Regions from separate parts of the Columba livia genome. Here all the other regions are linked to region 1. The links are chromatin contacts, called in public Hi-C maps. All regions are on one chromosome and are shown on one strand. The core of a region is the stretch at or near the end of the contact, and the rest is flanking DNA. Distances in the headings are between cores, read along the strand shown.

The links. A called contact is a pair of places that touch in the nucleus more often than the background predicts.
Region 2: a Hi-C map of liver shows a contact between it and region 1, with 2.6 times the contacts expected there. The contact joins two enhancer-like sites. A contact is called at or near these places in 2 of 2 Hi-C or Micro-C datasets (crop and liver).
Region 3: a Hi-C map of liver shows a contact between it and region 1, with 2.1 times the contacts expected there. The contact joins the promoter of CREM here to the enhancer-like site in region 1. A contact is called at or near these places in 2 of 2 Hi-C or Micro-C datasets (crop and liver).

Annotation. Positions count from the first base shown.
Region 1 is chr2:14,765,960-14,770,783 of bColLiv1.pat.W.v2, reverse strand. No RefSeq gene overlaps it. Among named protein-coding and RNA genes, the nearest start is that of FZD8, 15 kb to the right of the region's middle. Within about 2 kb of position 2,868, at least 1 of the 3 cell types and tissues checked has an H3K27ac peak away from gene starts, as active enhancers do.
Region 2 is chr2:14,922,112-14,927,153 of bColLiv1.pat.W.v2, reverse strand. No RefSeq gene overlaps it. Among named protein-coding and RNA genes, the nearest start is that of CCNY, 5.9 kb to the right of the region's middle. Within about 2 kb of position 2,338, at least 1 of the 3 cell types and tissues checked has an H3K27ac peak away from gene starts, as active enhancers do.
Region 3 is chr2:14,979,684-14,984,027 of bColLiv1.pat.W.v2, reverse strand. CREM (cAMP responsive element modulator) reads left to right here and starts at 2,352. Exons shown (of 7, transcript XM_065055117.1): 1 at 2,352-2,561.

The DNA.
Region 1 (4,824 bases), core at 1,619-4,118:
TCTGTAGTAATAAAGGTAAGGTTGAACGGAGCTTTGAACAGCCTGGTCTTGTGGAAGGTGTCCCTGCCCATGGCAGGGCTTGTTAAGCAATGACAGGATGGTTAGAACTATATAGTTTTAAGGTCTCTTCCAACCCAAACCATTCGATGATTCTATGAAATGTGCAAATAAATAGGGAATAACTTCTCCAAATTGCTCATGTCTGAGAAACATATTTCCTGACTTCTGATCAGAAATATTGACAACCCCTTAGAGCAACAGTCTCATGTTTCCTGTTTAGTTAGCGCTCTGTACTTCAGCAAAAATTCTTAAAATGGTACCAGCATGGTTTAAACTTGGTAACTGACATTTCATTCCTCCTCAGGATGCTATTACTTTCACACACACACAAAAAGGGAGTTCATTATAACATCTGAGCAGCTGTTTTATTCTTGTGTGAGATTCCTAGAATATTCCTACAAGGCTCACTTCCAGAAAAAAATTTGGCTCAGTACACTTCACCTTTTGAGAAGTTTTGCTAGTATAACCCGAAGATCCCACAAATTAAAGATAAAGGCTTCAGCAAAACATTTAGGCTGTTCACTTCTGTTGAAACGCTTGTTGATACCAGTGGATAATATTCTTGTTGTGCAGGACCTCAGGTCCAGACTACTAGAAGCTGGGCACTAGCTCAATTTAAATATTGTCCCACACTGCTTCTGACAACAAATTCTATACAAATTTAGCCCTAGTTTTGGAGTGTATGCATAGAGATCATAAGAACAGTTCAGCTGGGGCACCAAAATACAACTTTGAGGACTTTCCAGACCATACAAAGCTGCCCACTGCAGCCCTGCAGGTCCCTGCCAATACAGACTGAACTCCTTAAACATGGAGTTTCTGTTGATTCATGAGAAATTAGTAGGTTAGTTGAAATGAATCCACGCTTTACGGCTACAATGAGGAACTGTTGCAAAGCTAAGGCCATCTTGCAGAGCAACCGTTCATTAGGTGTGTAATACAACTGCACGCACACCTCTGTGCCTGCCAAGTTAACAATAGATAAATTTATCTGGACTGGAGAATCAATAGGATCTCCCTTGAAACTGGACTTGATCAAAGACCTCGCTTACCATCTCAGTGAGGGCTGGGCTCCCTCGGTTGAATCTTCCCTGCAATTTGGCACACCACCATGCAACATGCATTTAAGTGTTTACAGGAATTATTTTGTAGAGAGAAAGTGCTAGTTAAGTGTCAGCTGCTTCCAGTTTTGCCAGTCTCTTTCTATTCTGCCTGCCTTGATGCCAGGAGATGTCTCATGGTGCAGAAGGCTGTGGTATTCCACTATACCAGCTGCACCCCATGTGGGCCTGCCCCAGCTGCCAGCATCCGTCTCAAAAAGCAGCAAGGTACAGACTCCCCCACCCACCCTGGAGTACCACTTGCACCCTTTTCAGGATCTTTGTCAGAGTGTGTTTCCAAAAATGAGGCAGAACTTGTTTACCAGACCACCTGTGTTGCTGTACTGGTTGTATCTGATTGTGTATCTTCACTTTCCAGCTTACCAGCAGAAGCCAGCCAGAGCCACATGGTTACTGAAGAGGCAGGATCCTGGTATGAAAGATGATCCAGGAATTGGGAAAATGTGGTGATAAGCATGGTCTTTAGCTGCATAGGAAGCATTTCCTCTTGCTGTGCTTCCCCTCTTTGCCTGTCTTTGCCCCATTACTCTACATGGCACTCGTGCCAGGATGAGATGGGCATCCTTGAGGCAAGCAATGGAAAATGCATATAGGCACTATCCACCTCCTGGATCCCCCAGCCCCCTCCAACTTTGTCACAGGCCAGCCTGTCTGTATCCTGGCCTAACCTCCTGTATGCCCCAAACTGTGGTAAATCCATTTTCCAGAAGCGATTTCAGCCCCTTGATTTCGTGCAGGTTTGGCAGTAGCTCTTACACTGGCGATGTTTTCTGTCCATCCAGAGCCACCTCTTAGAGTCCTTTGTGTTTACCAGAGCTCAGGTAGTTATTTTGGGGAAGGTGGTTCCCATTTGTACGTCAGTCTCTGATAATTTGAAGCAAATGCCACCAGGAGGGGTGGAAGCAGTGATGGAATGTAGTGTGGGTGACTGAAAACTTCAGGAAAAGCTGCTCTGCTTGCAGCCCTAGGCCTTCTGCAGATCTGGGGTGATCTTAATTGGCTTCATTGGCCAGGCTTGTATGTGAGAGAAAACCCTTTGCAAAAACTGCTGTAGACCATCAATACAAAGTCAAGCATAGACCAAGAAGCTTTACTGGAAGAAAACCTTACCAGAGACAGGCCTGCAAACATGACCCTGTTTTTGAAATCACTTTTATACATTTTTTCCTGTTATAAGGAATTTGCTTTGCTGTTAGGTCTGTGTTGTCTGTGCGAGTGCTTGGGCAGGCAGCTGTCAATCTTGCTTTGGAGACTGATCTTAAAAAACAGAGTGAACTTTGTCCTTCTTTTGAAGACTTGTATATTATTTAGGTCCAAACACGTGGTGGTGTTAGTCTGAAGAGGTTTACAGCTGGGAAGACTTTTAATTACTTTGACATTTTCTTTAAAAAAAAAAAAAATTGTGGCTTGCTGTCAGGTGCCAAGTTCCCTTAAGGCCTAGTGAACACCAGGAGACAGAGCCCCATCTGTCAAACGCCCACCCATGGCCAAGAGGAATGGAGAGCTTGGGGGTGATTTTCAGAAAGTGCTTCCTCTTGGCTGACAGTTGTGTAAGAACGGGAAGCTCCACAGCCCACGGGTCTGGCAGGCACCCAAGCCTGGTCCCTGGACCACGGGCTGCCTTCCGTCTCCCCTTTGCCATCAGATGTTGGTGAGCGTGGGTTGGGCTCAAGCAAGGCAGGAGGCTGCATCTGTGCCAAGTATCAGGGCTAGGACAGGTCTCACACAATGTCTGAAAATGCCAGACTCTGGTATAGGACCTCCATTCCTCGTAGTTCTTTACTCTTTGTCAGTACTTAGCTAGCTCAGTTAGTAAACCCTCTGAGTGTTTCAGGGAACATTAGGTTGAATCATATTATTATTTTATTTGAATGTATTTGCTGCTCTCTAGAGGAGCCGATGGAACTTGCATGGTTTAAAGATACATATTTATGCACTTTAAGCCATCCTGAATTCTGGATAAATGAAGAGAGGAAGCAAACCAAAGTAAACAATAGTCTGCTTAAAATTTTGCCAGGAAATGAAGGAACAGCAAAATAATTTTTAAAGTATAAAGAATAGATAAGCTAATATACTGCAAAAAGGTAAAAGACAGTATACAGATGTCATTACAGGTGAGGGGATTGCAAAAAAAGGTGATGCTAAAATAATACCTTTCTAATAAATTATGATTATACTGAATAAATTATGATTATACCAATCAAAGGCCTCGTCAAGAATAACCCTTGCCAAATCCTTAGCAGACAATGTACTGAGTGCTGTGAAGAGAGTCAGTGAGGCCCGAGCAATGGCTAAGAAACAACCTCTCTATTGAGCAATCAAAACTAGAAATTGTACCAGCTTCCACAAAGACATGATAGAATCCAGTAAAAAGTATAAAACTTGAGGAAACAGCCATTAAAGAATCCACCACCAAGAAAATACTGGAATCTTGCAACAGAGATGTGATTGATGATAAAAAGAATCACTAGACTCTTTTTCCAGAATTCAGCTCAAAATTAAGTCACCTATGTTATGTCGCATGGCTGCAAGGTAGTTGTCCAAACTCCCAATACTCTCCAGGGAGAGCTGGTCAAATCCAGACCTGGGCTCCAATCAGTTGTCCACAGAAGGTGTTCCATGTTATCAGAGTCACCAGAGGACAGCTGAGATATTCACCTGGGGCTTTCAGACACGACAGAAAATGACTGGAGACCCATGCTCTTTTGGAGAGACAGGTAGAAACTGGATAGGAGTCTCCAGGACCACCTGGAGCCTATGCCTGGGCCACTGAATTAAGGCCCACAACTTCACTTTAGAGGGAACCGTCTTAACTTCCAGGACCCACTAGCTACATTGCTAACACTGTTGACTGCGACGGGAGTTTATGTAATAGCTTACCTTCAAAAAAACATATATTCAAATACCTTCTCCATTTAGATGTCTTGGTCTTGAGCTGAACCTCAGCCTTCACTTAACCATGGCACTTGCAAGGACAGGATAAAAGAAGAAAGAAAAAATGAAAGTTTAAAAATATTGAGAAATATTTAAGCAATGATCACAGCTGGAGAAGTAGTACTGTAAAGGATGTTACCTTTCACCAAATGTGATGTTTTTTCTCAGTAAAAGACAGAGAAAGCAAAGTCGAGGAAATAGTATTGCTATTGACCTCGAATATCACATAATTTAAAACATTTTCACAGTAGAATTACTGGTCAGTATTGGTCAGACACTGGTCATACCTTTCATGGATTTCAAAAAGACACTTTGCAAGTCACTACTGCAACACTGAAATCTTCCAAAATGCCAAAAGAAAAATTGACACTAAAGTATAACCTTCACAAGTGTAGGCAATACGGCCACACGGCCATAGACTGAGTTCTTTTAGTTCTTGTGTGTATTGTTGATGATGAATTTCTTGAGAAAAGTGCATAAAAAGAAACGTGGTAGTTCTCCAGGAATGTTGTAGGAGATGTAAATACACAGCTGGAACAATGCTGCAATAGAAGCTAAAAGGTTGTCTGGTGCTGACAGAGAGGTATGATCTCTTATTATCAGAAAACACAGCACATCAGGATCTGCCACCTCAGCCATTGCTTCAAAAGATGAGATATTTAGAGGTAGACACACTGCATTTTAGGAGACATTAAATAAAAGTTTGTTA
Region 2 (5,042 bases), core at 1,089-3,588, 160 kb before region 1:
TACCAGCTGATGTATCTGCTTGTTGAGTGATGATGACAGCAAAGTTAATGAGCTACACAAGTGGCACAATGTGTTACAACATACAAGAATTTGTTTCACATTTAATGACAGGCACTGTCTGCATCGAGCAATGTTGGTGTGCACATCAGAAGTACCACGATAGAACAGAACATCTAAGATTACAGAGTAAGCCAGCCATTTTATTTATTTGGTCCCCTTTCCTATAATACACAAGCAACTTGCTGTTTTAAATATTTTAGTCTTTTTACCCTTTGACGCCGTGAGATTTTATTGTTCTCATTTCAATGAGAGCGACCTGGGAAGCGGCGATGAAGGGGTTTTCAGAAGCCTTGCGCACAGTCTGCAGTGGAGCAGACAACTGAATGTGCGCTCCTTGACTCTGTGCAAATCAGTGGGTGGTCATATTCAAAACCAAAGCAAGTAGTACTGCTATCTCTGTGATTACATAGTTAAAAATTTGGTAAATAAATAAGCAGAAAGATACACATCACTGACAATGTGTCTGGCCGAAGGCTTGCTGATAGCAACTGAAGTGAAATGTAAAGCGAGCTTCACCTGGTTAAAGAAGAAAGCCACTTTTTTTTTGCCAAACAAATGAAAATGGACTCTAGTGATTATGACAGTTTTTGCTATATTTGAGGAAAAAAAATTAAATATTCATGTATGAGCCTCAGTTTTAATTCTGTAGGCTTGCTTATGTCCTGGGTACTTCTTCACTGACAGGGAAAGGACTTTGAAAATCATACGAAGAGGTTAGTGTTTTTATTACTTTCGTAGGCCAGCCTTTCTACTCAAAGGACATTGAGACCAATGCCCATTGACAGTGGACACGATTCACTGTTCGAATAGAAAATAAAGAAGAGCTTTTGGCCTGTTCAGGTGCATAGGTTTCAATCTTGCATTATTTCTCAAAGGAAAGGGTACTGCCTAAAGCCATGTAGGACCTGAGGAAGAAAAACAAAATCTTTATGGCATACACACTCAATAGGATGTATCTGCTCTTAATTTGTTAAGGGCATTAATTAATTTTTGGTTCTTTACCTCCAAGATCCATATTTCCATTTTCTGTATTTTCTAGGCATATACACAGAAACTCAGGGTTTTGTCTTGAGAGGGGTGACTTTTGGTCTCTCTGCAATTATAAATGAGTTCCTATAGGTATTTACAATTGCAGTACCTGGCTAAAAATCAACAAGCTCATGTCTGGACACTTCTCTATTGAAAACTTGGATAATTCAAGAATTTACTTTAATAGTGAGAATTATCTCACCTTTTCATTTTGCCTCAATTGGAAAATTAAGTGAGCAAAGTCTATTTTCACTCAATATAGATGTTAATACTCAGCAGAACTTTACTCAGTCTGAAAATGTGTTTCCTAGGAACGGTGCTTGAGATAAGTTTGTACAGTTTTCCAAATTCAGCTTGATGCTCTGTCTCTGAAACCTTGAAATTTTCTTCAAATCTATTCTTCAAACAAAGCCCTCTCATTGTAATTAAAAAGCTGGTCTTCTAGGGAGATGTAGCCTAAAGTAATAAACTTCCCTGATGCTTTTTTTTTCATATAGGGGACTCAGCCTGAGCACATGTATGTACAGACACATGCTTTTGTGGTGAGCTATGTTTCTGAATACTTCAATCCTTTGCATATTAATCTGTATTAGTTTAGAATGCGGGACTTTTAAGCTCATACTACACATCAACATTTCTAACTGTGGGCTGCCATGACTGATACTCAAAATTGCCGGGTATTGAGTGTTGGGTAGAGAGTTGGTTTTTCTTTTTTGGTGTCTGAAGATGAATTTGAGAGAAAACAGTTCTGTCTGAACATGCCATCCCAAATTGCTGCGCCTGGTTCACATCTCATTCTTAGGGTAAATTAGGAGTAGCTTCATTGAAACTAAAGAAGTCATACTTGCATAGACTTGTATGAAATTAGAACAGATTAAGATATCTCTACAGAATGGGATCTTTCACAAGCAGAAACGACTGGAACACAATAGGCTCTTATTCATACCCCATGTAGACTCCAGCTGGCAAAGTGCTTTGTGGCAGCACTGCTTGTTTTTACACATTATTTTGTTTAGTTTTTTCAGGCTTTTCTCTACAAGGGGTTTTCTTGTTCAGGAGGGGGCTCTCCCACTCTTGCTCATAGTCACCAAGCCATGCTACTGGGTAATTATTGCTCTTTACATGCCAAGATCTCAGACCCAGAAAAAGCAGCTGATCCTGACATGGGGAGACACATGCTGGCACAAAACAAACTAACCAGGGAGACAATGAAGAGAGAAAAACACAGAGAGAGGCTATGGGATTGTGCTCTGCCTACAACAGCAGCATCAGGGGCAAGGTTGTTTTTCTCCAGTAGCTTTCCAGTATCTTTACTGTGTTCACTGATGAATTAAGAGTATGTGAAACTGTGCCAAAGCTAATCCAACCAAATTCCACCCAGCTAGTTAAATCCAATAGCTTGTGCCTTCCTCCACCAAGCAAGAGCATCCATGGAACAATCTGCTAAAGTGACTCCTCCCCTCCAGTTCTCATTGCAGATCTGTGCTGTATGGGTGATCTCCCCTCCTATGCATAATGCCTGGGGTGCTGGCTGCTTCCAAGTGCAGGTCTTATCTTGCTCCATCCCCAAAGAAATAAAACTTAAAAAAATTATGAATGCTTGTATGTATGAAAACCTTCCAGTATAGTTGTTCTTGAAGTGTTTCACCTAAAACAAGAAACAGTCTTTCCCTAGTTGAGGGGAAACCACCTCTTTCTGCAGTGATTTCAAGCTTGCAAATAATATAGCAATAAATAAATAAACTAATCTGGGATATGTATATTCAGGGAAGTATTCTAACACCTGCTCTCTGGTGTATCACCTTCATTCTTGAATTGCCTATTTTGTCCTGTATAGTAACTTAAAATCAATAGGATCCTCTAGTTGCCATGCACTGCAGAGCAGGACCTTGACTCTGTGCTCTGACTTATTGCCTAGAATAGTATCTCTTCACTGGTAGCACCAGATTGATATCCTAATTTCTGCACTAAAGTTAAATACATGAAGTAGGTAGCCCAAATTTTTTGCCTTTATCTTCAGAAGAAATATTGATTTGCTCTTTACATGTTTCCCTCTGATTCAAACAAGGTAGTTGCTTTCTGAGAAACAAGTGCCAAAGGACTGACTTCTCGGGCTCCATTTGAGTATTTTTAAGCTGGGTAACACCAGGCACTAACTCCCATCTCTTACTTCTCATTAGGTGTTGAAGTCTTTCCTGGGAGCTGCAGCGATCTGCTGAGTCCCACAGAAACCTCCAGATATCTCTGGTGGCAGCACAATGGTTGGCACAGGCTCAGAAAGGGCCTCCAATAACTTCTGATGAGGCTGAAAGGATGTTTTTTGGCAAGCACTGGATTTCTCCCTCCAAGAAAGACAAGACTGCCTTAGTCCTAGAAGAGTCAGCACCTTCAGCAAGGGGAGATATGCCCCAGAATCTGTCCATTCACATCCATAGAGGTGGGAATCTAAGACATGATCCCTGAATGTGATCTCTTGAGGAGCACAGGGAAAGGCTTTGCCGTTGGGTTGGCTCAGAATCAAGAGTGAGCCATTCCCAACATGCCTTGAGGAAGAAAGTTTCTTACTGCTGCCGAATTCAGGCTTGTAGCAATAAACTTAAGTAAAAACAAATAGAATTATCAGAGGGATAACAACATTCCTCAGGTGTGTTCATCACTGCGGTTTTAGTTGATTTGGAATTTAATATTATAGTCAAAATAAATTTAGCAATTAAAATCAACAGAGTTTAGGATATGATTCAATTGACCAGCCAGATCACTTTTTACATAGCCATGTTCATTTTAAGCTTTTGCTTAAACTCCATACAATGATTAGCTTTGATAAATTTGACAACATGGCATTTCAGAGTGCCCAAAATGCCCAAATTGCTAGTAGGACTCTTATTGAACATTAGATGGCAGTGTGGGGAAGGCATTGTGTGACACGAATTTCTCAGATTGTATTTGAAAGATGAGCAGAATCAACAGATCTGGTTGTCACCAATCATTTCTCTTAAGGATTTTATTCTAACTGTGCTTCCCATATATTTTGGTTTGCAAACAGAAAGCACTTTTGGATTAAACAATATTTATCATTTTAATTTATTCAAAATAGATAAAAATCTTATTTAAGCAAAACAATAACCTACATCTGCTGGTCTGAAACACTTATATTTTTCAATAATGTCCCAGAAGGATTTCAAGCACAAGGTTTAATGGGTCACATCATTAATATTTAACCTATTAAAACTCATTGTCTTCTGTATAGTGATGCTACAGTTTTAAAAATATCTTTGTGCAGGAATAATCCCTTTGTAAGCACAGGTACCTCAGTGCTGACCAGTCTTGAAAGCCTTGGCCTTTAGTTTAAGAAGCTTTCTGGTGTTCCTCATCTGATGCATGAAGGTGCCCAAGACAGAAAACTCAGTAAAACACATAATCTTAAACCTCAAGAGTAAAATGATCTCTCATCGAAGAAAGACACAAAAGATCTTCTTGAGACATACATGACATCTAAGCATGTCAGCAAGGTACAATGAACTGTTCTCGCTTTACTGTACCAATATTTACCAAACAATTACATTTGCATCATAGACTCGATAGCTGAAATAAAGTAATCATAATTGAAAACTAAATATGCTTTGCTGACATATATTTCACCTATGTACTTTTCTCAGCTCTTAGATACCAGTAGGAGACCATTACCCTAGAGCAGTGTTCCTTTTCTTTGACTTGATCTGTAAATATGTATTGCAGCACCTTTGCCATTATAATGTACTTCAGCAAGCTCTTAGGGGGAAGAGAGGAGGAATAAAGGTATATGAAAAATTCAGAACAAAAGACTTCAAGGAAGAAAATAGGTAGCTACATAGAGATTATATATAGTCACAACTGATGATCACAAGTTATAAATACTTTATATTGTAAAAACATTTTAAATGTTTGCTTTTTGAATATTAGTTTTAAATATAGAC
Region 3 (4,344 bases), core at 1,103-3,602, 210 kb before region 1:
CTGTAGTTCCTTGAATCTTGCAGGACATAGCATCAGGTTGGACACTTCAGGACAGAGAGAAAAGATGACCCAGGTAGTCCTTCTGATGGCAGCAAAGTACCTGGATTTCAAATTTATGTTCAGAACCATCTTATGTATATTATGACAATCATAAATAATCATGACCTGTTAGGTCTTCTTATGGGTTGCTTTTGGTCCTAGCATTTGAAGTTAAATGGATTCATATTAGGAATTTATACCAATTAAGTTAGAACCATTTCAGTTAGAGTGATGGACTCTTATAGCAAAGGTTGTTTTGGCCCCAGCTAACAAACAGAGCACCCCAGCTCTGGCATGGTAAGAATGCGACACCTCCTCGTCGTTGCCATCCTCTTCCAGCCCACCAGCTTCAGCAAACTGTATCAAGAGCTGGTGCTGGTTACTCATCTTTATATCACTGAGGACTAAATCTCTTTGGCAGTTCACTCAGTCCTCGCATACTCTTAAGTTATCAGAGGGAAGAGGTATAAATAGTAATAAATTTATAGTCAAACATTTCAAAGCTGTTTATGACTTACTTGAAAACTAATTAAAATAACTGTTTTTCCAAATCCACACTGCAAGACTTCCATGGAAATTCTCAGCTTGTTTATGAATAACTCACTCCAGTGGTTTCCATTATTTAACACATTCATTCAAAATTTCTTCCTGTTTGTAATCAGACTTCTACCTTCACATGCATTTTTGAGAAGCTACCAGCATCACTAAAGCTACTTTTGACTTTTTGAGTATACTAAGCAAAGACATAATTTCTTCCAAAGACTTTAGCAGTTAATTCTCAGTAGTTTTACACTTGCCTGCTCATTTGATTATCTTACTATTCCATCAAATATTTTCTAATTGACCAGCAGTTTTCTAGTAAAGCACAGCTTTTGTTGAATGGGTGTAACTATTTTGTACCTAATGGGTCAGCTGTCAAACCAGGTTATTAATTGCAGGAAGAGAAACTCGTATTTAAAAACCTGAAAAGACACACGGAATATATACAATGAACAAAAGGAGGGAGACAGAACTCAAAACAGAACTCAAAACAGGAAAGGGGTATTGCTCAGTATTTCAACGAAGTAAATGTAGAATGAAAACTGAAAATTTGCATAAGCAATAGGGACATTGCAAATTTTGTATTCTTTGCACTAAATTGATTTTGATAGCTGTGTTAACTTCTGTAAGGCAGAATAACAAAATTAAACACTTGAAAGCAAAACCCTTTGCAGATAAATATTATTCATCTTTTACAAAAATAAAAGATAGGAGTCATTTGGCTTTTTTTTTTTTTTTTAAACACAGGAAATAAATATCTAGGTTCTCTTCATGCCATGAATAAGACTGAATATTTGACCTCTACAGACATGTTACCACATCCTCCCATTCTTCTGTCACAATGAGTCATGTGAAATTAATATAGGTTATTAATTCTTATTTGGCACACTACTGAGTAGTTTCTCAGAGAAAAAAAAAAGTACATGAAAATGGACAAATACACTATGTAATGTCAGAATATATATGGAGTGATGTATAGACTATAGTGTTATAATCCCCACTACTTTGTATAATAAAATACTGAACAGCAATAAGACATGTTAAAACACCACGAGTAACAGACTATGGAGCTCAAGCATTTATATAGTTTAAATATTATTAAAACTGAAAACATGGGCTTTAGACTTCCTGGAACAAGAACTGTTCAAACATTCAGCACAAACCAAACATGACTCATGACATTTGGACGTATCCTGTGGCACCAAGGAGGGGAAACACGCACGTAGCTCCTGTTTGTTCTCTCTTGGCATTTTCCCGTTTATTTAGATGAATAAATACAAAACACGACGTCATATTTCAAACAGAAAACAAGCAGTATTGAGAATAACTGATGCAAGGGATGTGTTGCAGTAAGCAGAAGCCGTGGGCACCGGCTCGGCGGGGCGGCCTTGTTCTGCCTCGGCACCTTCCCTTCTCCCCGCTACTCCGGCACCGCCCAGGGTGGCGGGCACCCCGCTCCCCGGAGCAAGCGCCGGCCTCGGCTGGCCCCCGCGGGGAGGCCAGCACGGACATCGGTGGCACCGCGCCCCTGTTATGGCACTCCTCGGGGAGCGGGATCACCACCCCGGCCGCCGCTGAGAGCTCCCCGGTCCGAGCCACAGCCCCCAGCCGTTCCACGGCGCCACACGCACGGCTGGGGAACCGCCGGGCACCCCCCACAACAGAAGTGAGACCCACCCCTCCCCCCAGCAGCGGACTCGTCCCGCCTCTCAGCCAATGAGAGGCGCTGCCGGCAGCCCCGCGGCGTCGGTTGGCCGGCCTGCCAGCCGTTGCGCGCCCCGTAGCCAATCGGCGGCCCCGCCTAAGGCCCGGCTCCTCCTCCTTCCGCGGCCGCTGGGGCTGGGAGTCGCCGCAGACGCCATTTCCTCAGCGCCCCCGCGGCGGCGAGGCTGCATCAGCGCTGACGTTGGGCCGACGTGCGGCTCCGCCCGGCCCAATCCCCCCCACCCCCTGTGACGGGGGCAGCACGTACAGGGCGGCGGGTGAGTGCGGGAGGGGGCGGGGACACGTGTGCGCGCAGCCCGACCCCCTGCGGGCCGGGAGCGGGGGAGCGCCAAGGGCAGCGGCTGGGGCCGGCAGCGCGGAGGGGCGGGCAGGGGAGCTCAGGGCAGGGCAGGGGGGCGCTGTGCCGCCCGGCTCAGCCCCTGCTGCCGGGAGCGCGCAAGAGCGGGCGGGTGCGCGTCCCCGCTGGGGCCGCGAGCGCGCTACACTCAGGGCCGCGCAGGGCCCGGCGGCTTCGTTTGCCCGGCTCGGCGCTGCTGGGCGACCCCGAGAAGGGGGGCATGCGGAGCGCCCTGCTCCGTTACAGCCCGGGAGCCGAGATGCCCGCACCGGGGTGCGGCTCGGGACCTTCGTCCGGAGCGAGGCTCGGGAGGGACGGGGTAGCTGCCTGCCTGCTGCAGCCAGGGCCCCGGGACGGCAGGTCCCCGGCGCCTCCGAGGCTCGGTCCCTGCCGCTGCCCGGTGCTCTGGCGGCGGGGAGAGCGCTGCTGCTCGTTCCCCGCGGTCCGGTGGGGCTGGTTACATCCTTGCCCACGGGGTGTTCCAAGCTGGGACAGGAGAACAGCTGGGAGAGGATCACAGTGGGCTTCGTGAGTCCTACATCTTGCTTGAAGTTGGAGGATTTGCGGCATCCTCCATTGCTGTGTCAGCATCTTGGTGGTAAATGAAACAGCAGCATGTATTGTAGCAACTAAACGATTCCACAGGTACTGACGCTTAAATGACCCTCTTCCTTATTCAGGGACTGGTTGGACGACTCTTCTAAACGTGGACCATGTGTCCTCTTCACAGCAGACTCAGCACTGTCTGGTCCAGATTATTGAGGTGGCAGATGGAAAGCAATGGGTAGCATGTTTTTACTTACACTAATAGCAGGTTGAGTTTTTAAGTATTTTTTAGGGTTTTATTAGGATACTATAGGAACAAAACGATGGGGAAGAAAAAGGAAACACGTTTGAATTTAGGAGGCACAAGAAAGTGTTCTGCTGATACTGAAAACATAACAGAAAGATTACACTTTCAGAATCTGTTGCTCATTTTACATGGCTGAATGCCGTGACTGCCTTGGTAGTCGGTGTGCTTCACAAAGCAGTGTAGTAAAACAGATTATAGACTTCATACTTCAAACTACAAATGCTCTTCTGAAAGTAGTTGGTTCTGAGAGTTTCCACATTCGATGTGAAGTCATCAATAAATGCAAAACGGGTGTCTGTAAATTCATATCCGTGCTTTCTAGTAACTTCACTGTGAATAAAAACCTTCAAAGAGATTTGGAGCAAGGGCTTAAGCATACTTCTTAGCCTCTTACAGTTTCCTTTGTAATAAGCCACCTTTGTAAACACTCTCTGATGTATGAAGTACTGTTGAAATAAAGAAGTTGTCTTTAAAATGTCTCTGGGTATTTAATTAGACAGTCATACATTTCCAGTTATGCAAAATACTCTATCAGTTTGCTTATGCAGTTTAATTTCATCAAAATATGTTAAATATATTAATATTCAGTGATGTACTTGTAAAACGAGCAGCAGTATTGGGAGAGAATGACAGGAATTTTTGTGCTCTCTACTACACAAGCACACATCTTGATAGTGATGCTATCCTTTTATCTGTGGACAAAAATAGGAAAGGTTTGCACCTTTAGCTGTAAACGCCTTCCAGTTTTCTAGATCACCTGGGCAATATTTTACTTTACCTGATGCTGTCTGGCAGCATTGTCCCATCAGGGATGCTGTTGCAATCAGCTGAAGAAGCTTTTGATGTGCAC